3 separate regions of the Mus musculus genome follow, and regions 1 and 2 are each linked to region 3. Evidence: chromatin contacts called from public HiChIP or PLAC-seq data. All regions are on one chromosome and are shown on one strand. Each heading gives the region's core, a stretch centred on a gene start, on an enhancer-like site or on the middle of the called end of the contact. The rest is flanking DNA. Distances are from core to core; before and after follow the strand shown. Region 1 overlaps Tnip1 (TNFAIP3 interacting protein 1). Region 2 overlaps P4ha2 (procollagen-proline, 2-oxoglutarate 4-dioxygenase (proline 4-hydroxylase), alpha II polypeptide). Region 3 overlaps Rapgef6 (Rap guanine nucleotide exchange factor (GEF) 6).

Region 1 (2,700 bases), core at 49-2,548, 390 kb before region 3:
AGTGCCAACAATGAGGGGTGTGGTAGAGGGGAATTCACACTTGTGAGTGGACTGTCGGAGGACTCACAGAATTGTTTTTTGGTCCTTGAGGGAGGACATTGTGTTGGGAGAGTGGAATATTCACACTAGCTAAGCAGGCTCAGCGTTCCTTTGTATCTAGTAAATGGCCTGTAAAACTAACGCATAATGGTAATTCTAGTAACCTTACACTGAGAAGTTGGCTTCTGACCTTTAATGCTGGTCTTCATGTTGTGGTGACTCCTAACCATAAATTTTGTTTGTTTGTTTGGTTTTTTGAGACAGGGTTTCTCTGTGTAGCCCTGACTGTCCTGAAACTCACTTTGTAAACCAGGCTGGCCTGGAACTCAGAAATCCACCTGCCTCTGTCTCCCTTCCAAGTGCTGGGATTAAAGGTGTGCGCCACCACTGCCTGGCCTGAAAAGTTTTTTAAATGTGTAGTTTTTACATTCAGAAATTATTTACTCTTTTGCGTATTTATTTATTTATTTATTTATTTATTTTGAGAGAGAGTTTCTTAGTCCAGGCTGACCTTAACCCTGCAGCTCTCTGTGCCTACTGGCACTACAGGGGTGTTCCACCATGCCTGATGTCATTTATTCTTTCTGACCTGATAGTGTCTCATATTTTAGCTGGACCCTCTGTCCGATTTCAATTTTACATGTATTCATTTGTACTTGGAGGTGAGTGTGTGCCTGGGTATCCATACCCAAGTGGAAGTCAGAGGACAACTTTCACCAGTTGTCTTTTTCCTTCTATCATACTGGTTTCTGGACTTGAACTCAGGTTGCTGTGACAAACACCTCTACTCTCTGAGCTATCTGGCCAGTTCTAAATTGTTATTTTGTTTTATTTTGTAATAGGGTTCTTTATAGCCCAGGCTGGCCTTCAAAACTTCTGATCCTCCTGCATCAGTTTGAGTGCTGGCATTAGAGGCATGCACCACTATGCCTGGTTTATAGGGTACTGTGGGGTTGAACCCAGAGCTTCATTTATGCTAGGCAAGCCCTGTACCAAGTAAAGTACACCCCTAGTCCCAAGGGCTATGTTCTGCTGCTGGCTTAGACTGTCGTCATGACTGTGTCCTGGGAAATTAGTTAGGTATTAGTCCTCTGTGGACACATTTAATCTTTACCCTCTGGGAGCAACAGATGGGAGCATTCAGTATTTTTATATATCTGGTCATGTTGTCCCCTCCACGTGGGTGACCTGTGGGTGTGGGTGCCTGTCCCTGGATGCCCGTAGCAGCTCCCTTGGGGCCCCAGGAAGCCATGGGTCTGACTCATTCCTTCACCCCCAGTACTGTGTCTCTGGCCCGGATGTCCCGGCTGGGTCAGACGGACCTGGTTTGAGTATGGTGGTGCTCTGAAAGGTTATTTGTATGCCTCCCTCCCCTGGGTGCTGGCTCCCTTCTGTGCCCACTGTGATTTGGCAGGCCCTGCTACCTGCTTTTTCCCAGCCGTGTGTGTTCTCAGCCTGTTCTCACACTGAGCCCTTATGCCTGCCATCCCAAATGCCCTGACCAGTTTCTAGCCCTTCCCATGGCTGCTTTTTCCTTATCTGTCAAGTCTCAGCTCAAATGTCACCTCCTGAGAGGGGGCCTTCCCTGCTCTTCCTATGCAAAACACACAGCCCTCTCACTTTCTGTCATGTTACTACTTTGTTCATTCATTTATCATGATCTAAAGTAGATTTATTTGTGAGCCAAGTATGGTGATGCAGACATTTACTCCCTGCCCTCAGGAGACAGAGGAAGGCAGATCTCTCTGACTTCAAGGCCCGCCTGATCTCCAACCGTGAGTTCTAGGATGGATCGCAGGAGGAAGTGTTTCAGCTGCCTTCAGCTGGGTGGTGGTCAGGCTGTATCTGTATGCCAGAGCTTGTTTTTGCCTTCCAGGGCTCCTCCTGGCTGGGAGCTCTTTGTGACAGCATCAGGAGCCAGGGGACAGGCTAGCCACCGTGGATGTGGCTTGGGTATAAAGTCTTTCAGGAGCACCTGATTGATAACGAGGGATTTCCAGAAGTAAGTGATGGGGGCCCTGGAAAGATGGAAGGTACAGAGTAGGGCCTGGGCCTTTTAGGGGGCTGGATGGACATAGCAGATAGTGTGTAAGGTTGTGCTTAGTTGGGGAGCTGTTAACTGGGCTGGGCAAGACCCCCCAAAGATCCCAGGCATGGGAATGTCTGTCTGGACACTCAGATGGCTGGGCTGCAGCCGAGCTGGTGGGTCTCAGTGCTAACTGTGAGGCTAGAACTGTCTCCTACTCCCCTGTGACTGACAGCTCCTAGTGCAGACCAGGTAGGTTCTGCACGCAGCTCTAAGGGATGGCAGTGTCACCCCTCAGCATTGTGGGAGATCTGTCTGCATACTGGCTGAGGCTATGGCTGAGGCTGTTAGAGTCTTAGCCCCAGGCGGCAAGTAACCCCACTTCCCAGGCCTCTGGATAACTCACCTCAAACCCTTTCCTGGCCTGCGTTCTGTGCCAAGCCCTCTCTGTGTTGGTCCTTTGCTCTGTCCCAGATGTTGGGTGGAGGGTATGGCTCAGTTAGTGGAGTGCTTACCTACCATGAGTGAACTTGGGTTCTAGTCCCAGTATCACCTAAGTCAGGTGTGTTGGGGAACACCTATGATCCCAGCACTAAGAAGATGGTGATGGGAGCCAGAAGTTCATGATCACTCTT
Region 2 (2,729 bases), core at 3-2,502, 450 kb after region 3:
CACCAACAGCAACAGTGAGTCGCATCTAAGCAGTCTGACCTGTCCAGACAGCGGGGAGACAGAAGCAAATGGAGGTGTGTTACCTGGAAGTTCCCCTCTGGAAATCGTGTCCGGATCCAGTTTGTACGTGTCCTGAAGTCTCATCAGGGCTCTGGCAGCTCCAGACTCGTCCTCATCAGTGGGGAAGAATTGCCGCTGAACTGAGAGGTTAGCGACAAAACCTTCCAAATGACAGTGAGAACACAGGTCACTCTTGACCCAGCGGACAGTCACTACCTAGGTTTCTGGCTAATGAGATTTCCCTGTGCCTTCCCTCAAAGGCTGTCAGCAGGCTGGGGGCTCAGTGATGAAACACCTGTCTGGCACACATTCGGGGTGCGACACCAAAATAATAGTCGAAACAACAATAATAACTCACTCCCCTTCCTTGTGAAGTCCTATCTGGGGGCTCCTCTACAGAACTTTCTTAGCCCTCCCTGTGCTGTTCATTTGGAACCAAAAAGCCCTGCACACAACTTAGCACATAAGAGTTCAGTAGGCAGGGTATGAGCTTCCTAATACCCAAGGCCACAGCCCAGAGCCTAGACAGATTTGACCCCTGAAGCGGCCCCAGGTGGCTTTTTCCAGGGCCCTAAGCCCTGGTCCCAAGCCAGAGACACAGCTCCTGTTATTTTAGGGCTCTAAGTAGAAGCCAGGCCTTGCTATACTAATGATTCAGGCCTTTGAATTTGCCTAAGAACTGGGGACTGGGAGGGGCGCTCCAACACATTCTATCCCTGGCCCCTTTCCAAGAGTAGCAGCATCCCCTGCTATCCCCTCTCATCACACCAAGCCAGGGTGTCAAAGAGCTGCTACATCGTCTCCTTCACAGATATGTGGTCAGAAACTTGGAAGACTTTAGTATACAGGAAAAAAGAAAACCCCCTAGAAATAGCCACACGGTACTGTCAGGGTTCCCCCTTATCTCAGGGGCAAGCAGCCAACATCAGAGATGAAAATAAGCGATTGCTCTCGGGACGTGTAATCACCTTCCAGGTAATCACAGCATTTCCACATGGCAATGGAGGGAGTGGGGACGACAAGATCAGACGTCGGAGCGTGGAGATCTATTGTCTGCATCTGTGCGGGCTTCCTTGCCTACCTCTCCAGAAAGCAGGCAGAACAGCCTGTTCTGAGCTGTTCTGTGCAGCAGGCCCAGCCCAGGAAGGGAGGGTGAAGGGGGGTGGGGTCTGGGAAAGGCAGTGGCTTCTGGAGGCTGTGAGCTCACAGGCACAGCTCCAGCCGCTCTGAGCTCACCAATCCCTCCCCAGAGACTACCCAGCCCCCAGCCAACCCCAACCCAGGCGGGTCACGTGGCTGTAACCAGTCTCAGCCAGAGAGACAGCTAGTCTGAAGTTAATCAGCACTCAGCGAAGTGAAGAGGCCCGGCCCAGCCTGAGGCTGGGAAGCCCGTGGCCCACCTCCAGCCCACCCTTCCATTACCGATATCCTCTCCTCTGGGTAACAGGAACGTGTTCACTCGCAGAAGGTACTACCCCAGAAAAACAAATCTATGCTCTGCCCTGTAAATACCATTTCTAGGTCATTTAGCTTAGAAAAATAATCAGAGGCAGACCCAAAATGCATGTAAAAGAGGGCTGAAAAATTGGAAACAACTCCAGGTGCACTACGAGATGACCATACCGTCATTACAGTCACGGCACAGGCACACTTAAGCTGCATCTACAGAACCTGGGAAACGCAGGACTGAGCGCACGTTTGTGTCAATTCCACACAGACATGCGTTGTGCGTAAGAGACACATGTAGGACATATTCAGATGAAGCCTCTGTTACCCAGCTTGCCTCCGCCCACTTGGCTTATTTTTAATTCATTCATCCTTTAAAGCAAGTGAGTTTTAATCCTTTAGGCCATGCATAGCTCCAGTTTTTAATAACATGTTTGTACACATAAGCGGATTCTTTTGGTGTGTATGAACGTTTATAAACGTGTATGCGTACGTGTGTTTTCTTGTGGATGGGTGCATACGGATGCATGCGAATGTATATGGAAGCTCAAATTTGAAGTCACTTGTCTTCGTCAATCACCCTCTATTTATTTACTGAGGCAGGAGCGCCCACATGATCCCAGAGCTCATGGGTCAGCGAGTCTAGCTAGCCAGCTTGCCTGGGAAATCTCATCTCTGCCTCCTGAGGGCTGGGATGATGCCAGACTCACTTGCCTGGAGCTGGGATGATGCCAGACGCACTCGCCTGGCTCTACATGGCTTGTGGGTATGCAAACTTCAGTTCTCACACTTGGATGATAAGGGCTTCACCCACTGGGCCACCTCACCAGCCCAAGGTTAGAGTTTTTAAAAATGATTTTAAAGGTTTATTTTTTGTGTATGAATGAGAGTTCTGCCTGCATGTGTGTCTGCACCAGGGGTGAGAGGAAGAGGTCATATTACCGGGAACTGTAAATACAGATGGTTGTGAGCCAACATATAGGTTCTGGGAGCCAAATCTGGATCCTCGGCAAGAGCAACCAGCTCTCTTAACCACTGTGCAATCTCTCCATTCCCCGAGATTATAGTTTTAATGGTGCTTATCATGGAGTTATTGGATTAAACATCGTGATTTTATGTGATATTTTACGTACCTGAAGTCTGTTATAAAATATGTATTACTGAAGTATAATTAGAAAATGTTACTACTGGGAAACATGACAAAAGGACAGGAAGTGATTGTT
Region 3 (2,700 bases), core at 127-2,626:
TTTGAAAGATACCAACTAAGCTAACACATCCAATGAAGAAAAAGGTGTCTGGTTGTAGGTAGTTCCAATCATCCTTGAAGTTACTAGAGATCAAATATTTCAATGAATTCTCAACATTTTAATACATTCTGAAATATTGGATTATTTTCTACTATAATTAATAAAGCATTATAAACACAGATGAATCAGCAAAAACAGTTCTAAAAAGTAACTGGAGGGACATTGTCTATTTCTCATGAAATTTATCAACATGCATTTTCTTATCCCTTGAACTTTCTCATATTAGCAAAACAGTTATCAAAATCAAGGTTTCAATAGTATCTTACCTGTATGCCATGTTGCTAACAGGATTTACAATTCTCCACTGTCCAGTAGTCAAAAGAAAAACAACCATTATGTTCATTAGATGCTATATTTATGTCTTTTAGAATGGTTCCATGACTGTTCTATCTCCTGTCATTGAGATCTCATCAATTTGTAGAACATTCTCTAATTTGTCTGATAATTTGTGACTTTTGTTTAAGTATGAATGCTGAACAAGAATACATTCTAGTCATGACCTTTCTTCTTCTCAGTGTTGTCACAACAGGAGTAATATCCCATTAGTTTGTGTGTATATATAAAATAGCAGTAGCAGTAATTACTATTCTGATGAAAATCTGCCATATTTTAACATCAGAAATTTAGTAATGTCCCCTTTATAAATAATTGCTAGGAACATCCTCTGTGATGTCCTAAGTATTCTGTTGCCTAACTGAACATTAGCCTCCCTAGTTTTACCAATTGTAAGCCAAGTGTTTCCTTACCATTTGTTAGTTGGCATTCTACCATCAAGGAGTGCTAGCTCATCATCCTTCTTCATTTCTTCAGATCATCAAGATTTTAACTACTTGTATGATATATGAAGGCACCATCACCACTATAAATTTTTATTTGAATTCCCAAATGTCCCTAGGTTTCGCCAATGGGAGTGTTTTTGATCTGGGTCCTGGGTTATTTTAAATTCTCTTAAATGTTTCCTTTACATTGTTGCCAGCTAATGAAAATACTTTGTTTCTTAAAGGGGAAAAAGATGATAAAGAGGTATAAAGGGAAATTCATTGTTAAATATTTTTTAAAGGCATATTTAATACATTAAATGTGCACATTAAAATTCTAGGCAGTAATTTTCTGTATGCATGTATGTATGTATGTATGTATGTATGTATGTATGTATGTATGTATGTTAGTTAGTATTCTGGCTAGTAATATATGTCTCCTCACCCTAGTCCTCTTTCTTCTTTTTCTCTCTTCCTCTTCTTTTTTTCTCTTTGAGACAAAGTCTTAAGTAACCCATGCCGCCTGACTCATCATATGGTTTTGAAATCATGTTCATCCTGCCACCTCCTGGCCAAGTGCTTGAATTAAAGCGAGAATCATGACGTCTGGCTTGTAACTAGTTGCACATTAAGTTTACTCGTTTAAAAATTAACAATTCTTTTTTTGTTGTTGTTGTTTTTGTTTTTTGTTGCTGTTGTTGTTTTTCGAGACAGGGTTTCTCTGTATAGCCCTGGCTGTCCTGGAACTCACTTTGTAGATCAGGCTGGCCTCGAACTCAGAAATCCGCCTGCCTCTGCCTCCTGAGTGCTGGGATTAAGTGGGCCGCCACCACCACCCAGCCAAAAATTAACAATCCTTAAACACTTTTTATTAACATCTTCTTACATTATTTACTCCCCACCCACACACTCCACACCAATGGTGGAGGTCAGGGAACAATTTCTGGAGAGCAGGCTGTCAGACTCGGTGGCAAGGACCTTTACCTGATGAACCCTCCCACCAGTCAAATACTTAAACAACCTGGTGATAAATTAATAGGTACATGAAAATGTAAGCTAACGATTTCTAAGTCTTAGTAAATAAAAAGGACATGGTAAAATGCCAGAATAAACTCTGGGCTTTAAACATGCTGGCATGCATTTCACTGAGGGGATCTCAAGGAACTTAAGCACAACCAGTAGCCAGAGCTTAGCTTGGTTTTTAAACATTTTCTAAAACAACAACAACATCACAAACAAACTCCCTTTACAAAAAAGAGATAACAGCTCCACGTTTCAAACAGCAAATGTAAGATGACTGTAGCCTAAAATGACTTCCTGACTTTTCCTGATACATAAACATGCTATATACCTCTTGCATGTGCACTAAGTATTAAAGCACATTGTTATCCACTGCAGTTTGACCACCTACAGTTCTAGGGCAGCCAATACCCTCTTTAGACCTCTGTGGACACTGCACACATGTAGTTCACTTACACACATGCAGGAAAAACAATCATACATAATATACATACATATAAATATAACTCTTTTTAAAAGCCAAATTTTCTAGAGTTCTAACAACTATCTAGGCTCTTATGGAAAATAAAAATATATTCATTAAACACAAGTCTAAATGAAATATTATCTCAAATTATTAAAGAGTACAAGTATTGGAAACAAACTATTTTTACTTGGGCCGATTTCCTATGTGCCTTTATTTTCTCTAGCTCTTCCCCTCAGCTCATCTGAAGTTTACTGACTCCATTACTGGCAAAGGAAAAAACACTGGAAAAAAATTATGTCCCTTTAAAGAGGCCTCCCCACTTCGTTGACACACAGACAGAGATACACATATTTCCTCTCCGCATTCCCCCGAGCCTACTTTTTAATTTTCTGGTGG

The links. HiChIP or PLAC-seq counts read pairs in DNA pulled down with a chosen protein or histone mark.
Region 1: an H3K4me3 HiChIP or PLAC-seq map of bone marrow-derived macrophages shows a contact between it and region 3, with 5 times the contacts expected there. The contact joins two enhancer-like sites. A contact is called at or near these places in 1 of 39 promoter capture datasets (the C10 cell line), 4 of 115 datasets of contacts at active chromatin or transcription factors (the 230-238 cell line, bone marrow-derived macrophages, memory CD8 T cells and 1 more) and 1 of 9 other capture datasets (liver).
Region 2: an H3K4me3 HiChIP or PLAC-seq map of bone marrow-derived macrophages shows a contact between it and region 3, with 7 times the contacts expected there. The contact joins two enhancer-like sites.

What each region holds. Positions count from the first base shown.
Region 1 is chr11:54,951,464-54,954,163 of GRCm38.p6, reverse strand. All of the region lies in intron 2 of Tnip1 (TNFAIP3 interacting protein 1), which reads left to right. Among named protein-coding and RNA genes, the nearest start is that of Tnip1, 10 kb to the left of the region's middle. Within about 2 kb of position 1,298, at least 47 of the 459 cell types and tissues checked have an H3K27ac peak or open chromatin away from gene starts, as enhancers often do. A contact at or near this core is called in bone marrow-derived macrophages, where this site is marked.
Region 2 is chr11:54,111,629-54,114,357 of GRCm38.p6, reverse strand. It overlaps P4ha2 (procollagen-proline, 2-oxoglutarate 4-dioxygenase (proline 4-hydroxylase), alpha II polypeptide), which reads right to left. Exons shown (of 16, transcript NM_001136076.2): 6 at 84-221. Among named protein-coding and RNA genes, the nearest start is that of P4ha2, 12 kb to the right of the region's middle. Within about 2 kb of position 1,252, at least 172 of the 459 cell types and tissues checked have an H3K27ac peak or open chromatin away from gene starts, as enhancers often do. A contact at or near this core is called in bone marrow-derived macrophages, where this site is marked.
Region 3 is chr11:54,561,632-54,564,331 of GRCm38.p6, reverse strand. All of the region lies in intron 5 of Rapgef6 (Rap guanine nucleotide exchange factor (GEF) 6), which reads right to left. Among named protein-coding and RNA genes, the nearest start is that of Rapgef6, 40 kb to the right of the region's middle. Within about 2 kb of position 1,376, at least 7 of the 459 cell types and tissues checked have an H3K27ac peak or open chromatin away from gene starts, as enhancers often do. A contact at or near this core is called in bone marrow-derived macrophages, where this site is marked.